Linked DNA regions of Zea mays: region 2 is linked to region 1. The links are chromatin contacts, called in public Hi-C maps. All regions are on one chromosome and are shown on one strand. Each heading gives the region's core, a stretch centred on a gene start, on an enhancer-like site or on the middle of the called end of the contact. The rest is flanking DNA. Distances are from core to core; before and after follow the strand shown.

Region 1 (5,095 bases), core at 1,145-3,644:
ACTTGTGTCTAATCCATGTTGCAGGTTGTCGACATAAAGCATCTGCATGTTTTTAACATTAGGTAAAAGACACATGGGTATTTTAGGTTGAATTCATATAATGAAAAAAAGTAAACCAAATTGGCACAGGTGCAATAAGCCAGTTGAAATAGCCTCATACTAAAATTATTGCTACTTTATGAACAACATAAATTACAAAATACATGTGAATGTGTGAACTAAGTTATCATAAAAAAAATGCCCTCAAATTGCAACTTGTAACATATGACAGTTGTAACAGTAAACATAAAAAATTACTACTTGTGTAATTGGAAGAGTAAGTTGCAAGGGCAAAAATTGAATGTGTGTGTTGAGCTTACAGCTACAAAGATCCCGCATCCACTGATGGGTGCGTTAATGCCTTTCTCCGCAAAATCCTTTCTATAAAGACGAGCAGCTATGCTCATCCTGTCTACTACAGCTTTGCACCAGTTCTTGTTGCCCATGTTCTGGATGTCCTGAGTGTACTTCACATCATCAATCCTGATGCGAGTGTCAGTATTGGAGAATAGAAGACACTGAAATGCTGCCATGAAAAAGGCTCTCAGGCCCAGCTCCCCATTGAGAGTCCTCTTCTGCAATCTATCAGTGATAACAGATATATTGATGCCAGATATGCGTCTATAAGATTTCCCACAAATTTGCTCCCCCAGCTCGTCCCGCAAGGCACGAGCATCTGCATCAGACATGGGGGGCGGATCACTGCCAACGTTTGGTAACTGCAAAACACACCAAACACTGTGTTCGGTGATTTGAATCTCTTTCCCACCATCAATCTCTAATTTCATTGTTTCTGGGTTAAGCTTCCGCATCAGCCAGCTAAGCAACTTTCTCGACAATAAATGTGGCTTGAATCTAAGCAGGCCGCCAAACCCCTTAGCAACCACTTCACTTTTCAATTCATCAGATAGAGAATTCACAAGCTTTATAAACTTCCCAGGTGAGCATCGAATAGCTCGTGTCTTAGTTATACCCTTATTTTCATCTCCACCAACAATACCAACATTGTCATCACCAGACCCATCGCCACCAGGAACAAACTCTGTGTCTTTTTCATCATCACTTTCGGCGTCTTGTATAGGAGGGACTTTCAACCTTAATCTCTTCTTCCTTTCCTTTAATTCATTTTTATCTAATTGCTTTCTCTTGTTTTCAACACGGGGAGAGCGACGGACAGCATGAGCGCCTTGCTGGCCTGATACATTCTGATCTTGATCCATTATAAAAAACACTGAAAAAATGGGAATGCAAAAAACATGAGGGCACAGACACATGGTACAGATCTCATAACCAAAAATTGCTAATCAACAAACTAAAACACACAGTACAAAAATAGGAACAAAAAATAGTTGCAATACACACTAATGCTGCACACATACATTAGTACTGGGACAGAATTGCAACATTCGACATAAGCCAGTTGCAACAAGACTGCTAAAAAAATTACTACTGGGACAGTTGCAACAGTGAATTTAAACAAATAACTAGTTATATACGAGCACTGTTATAAAAGACAGTAATGATGTATGTGGTCTGAAAGTAAAAATTATACAGTTGCAACTTATGTCATGGACCAGTTGCAACAAAAGGTACACTGCAGTTACAATAAAAGTGGAAACATCTGAGATTATAACCTAGAACACAAACTGCTTGTTCAAAAATGAAATGTATCCGCATTAACCTAGATTATAACCTAGAATACAACAATTAATAATTCCAATCAACGAATAATACTAGTTGCAACACTTGGGGAAAAAATGGGGTTTACCTGTCTATTACCGAAAATAACAAAACAAATCCAAAAAATGGGGACAGAGAAATGGGAGAGAGATCGGATGCGCTTACACGGCGGTCGCGGGCGCAAACTACTCCGGCGCGGGCTACGTCGACGTTCGCGGTCTACGACTCAGGCGAGCAAACGATTCTGACGGGAGCGGAGGATCCGTTCGCGGAGAAGTGTGGAGGGGGCCGGAGCTGGGAACGAGCGGGAGCGTGCGGGAGCATGCGGGATGGACGAAGACGGGAACGGGAGCGAGCGCACAACGGCTACGGTGAGGGCTAGGTCGCCGGGGAAGAGAATGGATTGAGCCGTACGCGGAGGGCCAGGAAAGTGGAAAAAAGGCGCAGTCGGGCGCGGGTAAGTGAAAAGGCACAATATCGGTTCCGCTGCGTCGGTTCGGCTGTGTGGATAGGTTGGGTCGGACCATGTGCACATGGGCGCGTAGGTTGCGTCTGGGTGCATTCTCTATATTGAATACACTCAGGTGTAATATATAATAACAGTATATATATATATATATATATATATATATATATATATATATATATATATAAAAGCTGTTCGGCTGTGGGCCAGTGGCTGTCGCCACTCGCTACCTCACGCGCTTCCGCTACCTCTCGTTGTGTCTCGTCCTCTCTCTCTTCTATTCCATTCCCAACTTGGCTGCCCAACCCTTGCGTCGGTAGACGGCGGCCGCGGCGAGGATAGAGGGTTCCCTGAGGAGGCAGTGATGGAGACCATGGCTAAGTACAACCGAAGCAACCCGGCAGTGAAGCGGATCCTGCAGGAGGTTAAGGAGATGCAGTCCAACCCCTCACCCGACTTCATGGCCCTCCCCCTCGAGGTCCCAATCTCAACCCTATCGCTCACTATAATAACGAAATTTGTCCGATCTGATCTTATTCATGCCTTAATCGAATGTCGATTGATTATTGATTGTATTTTTTCTATTGCGGTGTTCGGCGTTTTAGGGTCTCGATAATTTGTTGACCGGTTCGCTTGCGTTTTTTTCTAGATCTGTTAATTAAACTGCTAATACGATCAATTAGCAGTAGGAACTTGCTGCTGTAGTAGTTGAGGATCAAGTGGGGTATGTTTTAAATTTTATCTCCGAATGAAGGGAATATTTTTTTTTTTTTGCAATGAGACTCAATATGCCAATTTGATTCACTGCTAAGCTTCTTATGTATAATAATTATTACTAAGAGGTTCACTTACATGCATTTGACCAGGAAGACATCTTCGAGTGGCAATTTGCTATCCTTGGCCCGAGAGACAGCGAGTTTGAGGGTGGAATCTATCATGGCAGGATCCAGCTTCCCTCGGATTATCCATTCAAGCCGCCGTCCTTCATGCTACTCACGGTATGTAGTATTTATGTTCTAATTGTCATCTGTTATCTCACTAACGTGTTTGTGAGCCATTGCTGACTTCACTATGTGCTGAAGCCAAGTGGACGCTTTGAGATTCAGAAGAAGATTTGTTTGAGCATATCCAATTATCACCCTGAGCACTGGCAGCCATCATGGAGTGGTGAGTAACCTTTCATCATTTGTTTATAAATGACTGCTCAAGTGCTCTGTTTGCTAATGGGCCCCTCTAGTAAGCTGAAAAGCAACATTATTCATCGTCCACTCGTATATAATTTTGTGGGCTATATGAGCTTGGTGCAAAATAAATTTCTTTTCTTTTGGTCTTTGGATTTCCATCAGGCCAAGTACCCGCCTTATGGCTAGGCCAAAAGTAAACATGCATTTCTTCATTCTTAAGATGAATATATGAATGCTAGGGTTGAACAGTTGGTTTGCTTCTGAGAGTATTCAAGTCTGCAATGCTTTTTTGGTGGGCAGTTTTCAGTGCCATCAGGCCGTTACTTGAGAGGCATCATGTGTGTGTATGTGCTTCAACATTACAGTTCATAGAAGTCTTCTGTTGTCTTGTTTTTCTTTGCTCATGCATGCTTTGAACTCCTTTCTTTTGTTATAGCAAGACGTAGCAGTAACTTGGTACTCTTTCATGTGTTGGCACCATTTTTTCATGGTGCGGAAGAAAATGATTCTTTGGTTCCTAAGAAATCGTTCTGGGGCAAGTACTTATCTGCTTGGCCAGGCCAAAGGAGGAACATTTACTTTCTATGTAATGTTTACTTTTAGACTTTTAGTTGGGAACTATAAGGCTTGTGTTCTTCACTCCCTGCTAGGCAGCAATCCTGGCTCTGCCTGAAATCGGATGCCTGGGGTTGATGCATGCACTGGGGCACTGAGCAGCTTTTCTTGGGAGCAGATCAAACAACCACCAAATGCATGTTTGATTATGCTGTACATTCACTAAATTAGTATGATCCAGTCTATAAGAGCACAATGTTTTTGACTTTTGATTTTTAATTCAACATTTGTCAATAGCAGTTTTTTAGTTTATTTGCATTTCATTTGGAACAGTTTTTTTTCTGGTTCACTTACTATAATTTGGAAATGGACCAAATAAATTTGATATATATTAATTTCATACGCTTTTTTGCAAATAGGTTGGTGCTGTATTTGCAAATCATTAGGAATTGTATTTGGTTGTCCAATGTGGAAAGGATTGTTTTCATGATTTTGTGTTCACATAATTTTTAACTTTTAAGTGCTAAACTAAACAAATCTTGTTGCAGTGCGCACAGCGTTGGTGGCCTTGATTGCATTCATGCCAACCAACCCTGGTGGGGCATTGGGCTCATTGGATTACAAAAAGGAAGATAGACGGGCACTTGGTATAAAATCACGTGAAGCACCGCCAAAATTTGGGTCCCCAGAACGACAAAAACTAATTGATGAGGTAAGTAATTTCTAGTCCAACCTCAGGCTCAAAAAATGTTTACCATTTCTGTATCTTTTGACAATGGACTGTTTCAACCACAGATCCATGAGCAAATGCTCAGTAAGGCTCCTCCTGTCCCCCAAACGCTACCAAATGTGCCAAACGAGGAGTCTAACGAATTACCCGCATCTGACCCTTCTGGCGAGCATGCAGACAAGGTAGATGAAGGTGACAACACATCTGGTTCTGTATCAGACTCGTCTAGTGGCCTTCCTGTGCCTGAATCTGAATCGGGGGTTACAGAAAACACTGGTGAAACCTCAGCAGTTGAGGTTGCCAACCATCATGTGCCTGAAGCAAGCCACAGAGAGAACATTCCAAGAGTTAGTTCGTCTCACCAGAATCCTGCTGTTGCGATCCAGAAGCCAAATCATGACAGGCTGTTGACCTTGGCCGCATTTGGGCTGACTCTTGCTA
Region 2 (5,095 bases), core at 1,436-3,935, 150 kb after region 1:
CTCCGGCGGAGCTGGCCGGATGGGACGCCGGTCTTGTTCTCCGTGACCCGAATCGATTCGGGGTAGGATGATGATGGCGCTTCCTGTTGACGTGGCGGTCTGTGCCCTAGGAAGGGCGACGTGGGGGTTCCTCCGAAGCCGAGGTTGAGTCTGCCTTCCGTTGCCGTGGCCGAGCCCGAGCCATGGGGTCGGGCGAGGTGGAAGTCGTTCGGCCGAGGCCAGGGCGGAGTCCGAGCCCTGGGGTCGGGCGAGGCGGAGTTTCGTCGTCTTCCGGGTCTTAGCCCGAGTCCGAGCCCTGGGGTCGGGCGGAGCGGAGTTCGCCGTCTTCCGGGTCTTAGCCCGAGTCCGAGCCCTGGGGTCGGGCGGAGCGGAGTTCGCCGTCTTCCGGGTCTTAGCCCGAGTCCGAGCCCTGGGGTCGGGCGGAGCGGAGTTCGCCGTCTTTCGGGTCTTAGCCCGAGTCCGAGCCCTGGGGTCGGGCGGAGCGGAGTTCGCCGTCTTCCGGGTCTTAGCCCGAGTCCGAGCCCTGGGGTCGGGCGGAGCGGAGTTCGCCGTCTTCCGGGTCTTAGCCCGAGTCCGAGCCCTGGGGTCGGGCGGAGCGGAGTTCGCCGTGGCGCCTTTGGCAAGGCCTGACTGCCTGTCAGACTCACTCTGTCGAGTGGCACTGCAGTCGGAGTGGCGCAGGCGGCGCTGTCCTTCTGTCAGACTGGCCGGTGGAGCGGTGGAGTGACGGCGGTCACTTCGGCTCTGCCGGGGGCGCGTGTCAGGATAAAGGTGTTAGGCCACCTTTGCGTTAAATGCCCCTGCAATTTGGTCAGTCGGTGTGGCGATTTAGTCAAGGTTGCTTCTGAGCGAAGCCAAAGCCTCGGGCGAGCCGGTGATGTGTCCGCCATAAAAAGGGGGCCTCGGGCGAGACGGAAGTCTCTCGAGGTCGGCTGCCCTTGGCCGAGGCTAGGCTCGGGTGAAGCGTGATCGAGTCACTCGTGTGGACTGATCCCTGACTTAATCGTACCCATCAGGCCTTTGCAGCTTTATGCTGATGGGGGTTACCAGCTGAGAATTAGGCGTCTTGAGGGTACCCCTAATTATGGTCCCCGACAATAAGTGACAAAAATGTCGGACCTCCAACTGCACCGGTGGTGTCCTCGCTGTCCACCCCCTTCGCTCGACTCTGCTAGTCCCACTGTTGCTTGAGTTCTTCTCTGACCAACGCTGTTGCTCCCCCTCGTGAAAGCTTCACACGTGGCTTCAGATGATCTGCACAATGCTGCACATATGCGAGGGAATCACTCTTTCCTTCGTATGTAGGGAGCTTTCTACGGGGAACCATTGGAGGTGTTTGGGGGACAATGCTCCACGCATGTCTAGTTAAGGGATGCGTGGAGCCTTGGAGACAACATCAAAAGACGAGCTTCGGTGCCACATGTCGTCGCATATTTGTCACTGACATCTAGGTAGGGAGAAAGAAAGGAGAGCCCATGCTCGAGATTTCTGATGTCATTACTCATTAGGAGAATCTCAAGCGATTCCTTTTCTTTTTATATAATTATTTAATGTTTGTTTAGTTATTTGAGACATTATTTAAAAATTCAATAACCTAGATTTGTTCGAGACATTATATCTTTTTCTACTACATAAAGCACCAATTTCCACGATTCAACAGTAGTCTCTTCCCGCTTTACACAAAAATAAGGTAGAATTATGCATAAGTGGGGTTTGAACCTTAGTAGTTAGCTCCACATTCACACCCAGAACCAACATAACACATATTTTTTGTGTTTTATTAGAACAAAGGTTACTCGTGTGCCCTGTCCTCTGCCCTGTCCTCTGTTCTAATTCCACCATATTATATAAAAAGATATTGTTTTTTAGCTTGTTATTTGTTATGTGTTTGGAGATGCTCTAGACGGGCCACATCTACAGTCATAAGGCTAGTGCCAATGAAGGCTAGAGTAGAGGCAAGAGTGGACATCTCACAACATGTGATGGACGGGAGACGGGCGAGAGGGTGGGAGCCCGGTGACAGTGTGCATATCGCCTCGCTCTAGCCCGCATTGGATAGTAGATTGGAGCGGTAGAGAAGTGAGAGACGGGCGATAGCGGGGCGATGCGTTGGAATGGGTGTGGACGGGCGAGAGTAGTGAGGCGAAAGTGAATTGGTGACCTCTGATTGGTCGATGCCATCCACGTCACTGCCACATGTATTAGGGTGATTGTTTGGAGTCCAAAAATTCAATTTTTTGTACAAAAAACATAAATTTCATTCTTAGTCCATTTATAAATACTCTCACTTAGTTGAAGCTCATTTCACACACTATTTTATTTTAAGTATTATGTAATACATAATTTTTAATTCAATAAAAAATATGTTGTGTGATTTTTAGATGTCGGAATAAATCAGTATGAATAGTTAATTTTGAAATAAAAAGATGATGTGGCTATGACTCTATGGCCCTGTTTGGCACAACTTATTTTCAGCTTCTTCACAAATTTAAGCAGAAGTTCTGCCAAACAGTCAGCTTCTGCAGCAGCTTATCAGTTCAGCTGCTTCTCAGAATACACTAAAAGCAGCCAACAAGCAGAAGCTGCTGTTCACCAGCTTCTCAGATAAGCTGCTTTTTCAATAAGCAGCAGCTGTGCGAAACAGGGCCTATAAGTTGAGGCTGTAACTGCTAGTCGTTGCTGATGTGACATGGCCGATAGAGGGATGGTGGAACCGGCCTAAAAGAGACGGGCCACACCATGACGACCAACGACCCACGGGGCCTCGGGCACATTTGGTCCAAGGCAAGGCCTACATTCATCCAGCACAGCCTACACGGCCCAGTCTCTCCGGAGACCGGAGCGACGAGTCCGCGAGACCGCCACCGCCACCCAGCAAGCCGAGCGGCGCCAATTCTGCGCTGCCATCGTCTTCCTCCGTCACACCCGGCTCGCAAACCCTAGCTCGCCCCGGCCCCACCTCCGGCCCCGTTCGTCGGTGCTATGTCGAAGCGGCCGAAGCTCGAGGGTTTCAGCATCCCGCGGCCCACCTCCTACAACTTCGAGCGCTCGCAGTCCGTGCAGCGGCTCTACCGTCCGACCGATGACCCAGACCTCGACGACATCGCCTTCTCCGACGACGCCCCCTCAGATGCCCAAGCCAGCACCGCGGTAGAAGGAAAGGCCGAGAATGAGGAGGAGATGGACCCGCTCGACGCCTTCATGGCCGAGATCCAGGAGGAGATCCGTGCGCCGCCCCCGCCGCCCAAGCCCGAGGCGCTTCGCCGCACGGATTCCGACGATGACGAGGATGACCCCGTCGAGAGCTTCCTGCGGGCCAAGAAGGACGCTGGCCTCACGCTGGCCGCCGACGTCATGCGCGCTGGTTACGACTCCGATGAGGAGGTCTACGCCGCTGCCAAGGCCGTCGACGCCGGCATGATGGAATACGACTCTGATGACAACCCCATAGTCATCGACAAGAAGAAAATAGAGCCCATACCAGCACTCGATCACTCGACCATTGAGTATGACGCCTTCACAAAAGATTTCTACGAGGAGAAGCCATCGATTTCAGGTGAAGCACTTGGTACCTAGACCTATGATTCTACTATCTAACATGTAGGGGGTGTTCCTTGTAGCTTACACGTTTGAGCTGCTTTAAGGGTGTGTTTGGTTTGGCTTTTAGATTTGGCTTTTACCCCTAAAAGCCAAAAGCCAAACCAAAGGGCTGGATCTAGGAAGCAGCTTTTTCTAAAAGCCGACTTTCTTGCAGTGCAAAACTTGAAAGCACCTCTAGACCTGCTTTTAGCGGCTTTTGGATGGAACTGTGAAAATATATATGGAAAAACTTTTAGCGACTTTTAGTGGTTTCCACCAAACATTTTTTAGTTTTTTAACAGCTCACAGCCCACAGCAGCTTTTCTCACAGCTCACAGCCCACAACAGCTTTTTTCACAGCCACAATACAACCAAACAGACCCTAATTCTACCTTGTGGAAGATATGCAGCCAGTTATTTTACTTTGTACTTATAGCTTAGTAAATTATGTGATGGACATAGTATACGTTGGGTTGGATGCTCCGTTCGGTGGTGCAATCTTAACTTATGTTGTGTTGCATGGAAGTGAGGCCATGTTGTTCCAAGTCCACATTTGTTTTAAGGGAAATTTGGATCCATACCATTAAAAGATCACCACTTTGGATCCATACCATTACTATCTCACTTACATGTGGGTCCACATGAGTCAATGACATGTGGGGTCCATGGTATATATCTAAAGTTTGGATCTTTTAATGGTATAGATCCAATTGTTCCTTGTTTTAATTGCGTTCTTCTAGTTCGGTGCTGGAGATAAAAATATATATATAGTCCTTTTTATAGGGGAAAATTTGACTAGGTCGGCTATTACTTCCTTTTGTTTCTGATGCTTATGTAATTGACATCTGCTCTTTTTTACGACTCTTATGACCAAATTGCCAAATGTTTCAAACCACTTGGTTGGTGGTTCATTGGAGCTTTGCAATTTTCATCATGATTGATGTTGTGACAACCAGCATGCTACATGATTTGTTTACGGCCCACACAGATTGCTGCTTCTCGATGTTTATGATGAGTTATGATGTATTGAAATTCTTTTTTTTCCCTTATAGGTATGAGTGACCAAGAGGTAACAGATTATATGAAAAGTTTGTCAATTCGTGTTTCTGGTTTTGATGTGCCGAGGCCAATAAAAAACTTTGAGGATTGTGGGTTTCATGTACCTCTAATGAATGCTATTGCCAAACAAGCTTATGAAAAACCAACTACAATTCAGTGCCAGGCTTTACCTATTGTACTTTCAGGGAGAGATATCATTGGTATTGCAAAAACTGGCTCTGGTAAAACTGCAGCTTTTGTGCTCCCTATGATTGTTCATATTATGGATCAGCCTGAGCTTGAGAAAGAAGAAGGTCCAATAGGAGTCATTTGTGCTCCAACAAGAGAATTGGCACATCAGATATATCTCGAAGCTAAGAAGTTTGCAAAGCCTTACAACCTTCGAGTTGCTGCTATATATGGTGGTGTTTCCAAATTTGACCAGTTTAAAGAACTGAAAGCAGGTTGTGAAATAGTC

Evidence for each region. A called contact is a pair of places that touch in the nucleus more often than the background predicts.
Region 2: a Hi-C map of leaf shows a contact between it and region 1, with 4 times the contacts expected there. The contact joins the promoter of LOC103634567 here to the promoter of LOC103634565 in region 1. A contact is called at or near these places in 2 of 25 Hi-C or Micro-C datasets (leaf and tassel).

What each region holds. Positions count from the first base shown.
Region 1 is chr1:49,422,142-49,427,236 of Zm-B73-REFERENCE-NAM-5.0, forward strand. It overlaps LOC103634565 (ubiquitin-conjugating enzyme E2 32-like), which reads left to right and starts at 2,395. Exons shown (of 5, transcript NM_001347211.1): 1 at 2,395-2,663; 2 at 3,052-3,183; 3 at 3,268-3,352; 4 at 4,473-4,636; 5 at 4,720-5,095. The coding sequence starts at 2,550.
Region 2 is chr1:49,574,284-49,579,378 of Zm-B73-REFERENCE-NAM-5.0, forward strand. It overlaps LOC103634567 (DEAD-box ATP-dependent RNA helicase 24), which reads left to right and starts at 2,686. Exons shown (of 5, transcript XM_008656725.3): 1 at 2,686-3,556; 2 at 4,632-5,095. The coding sequence starts at 2,983.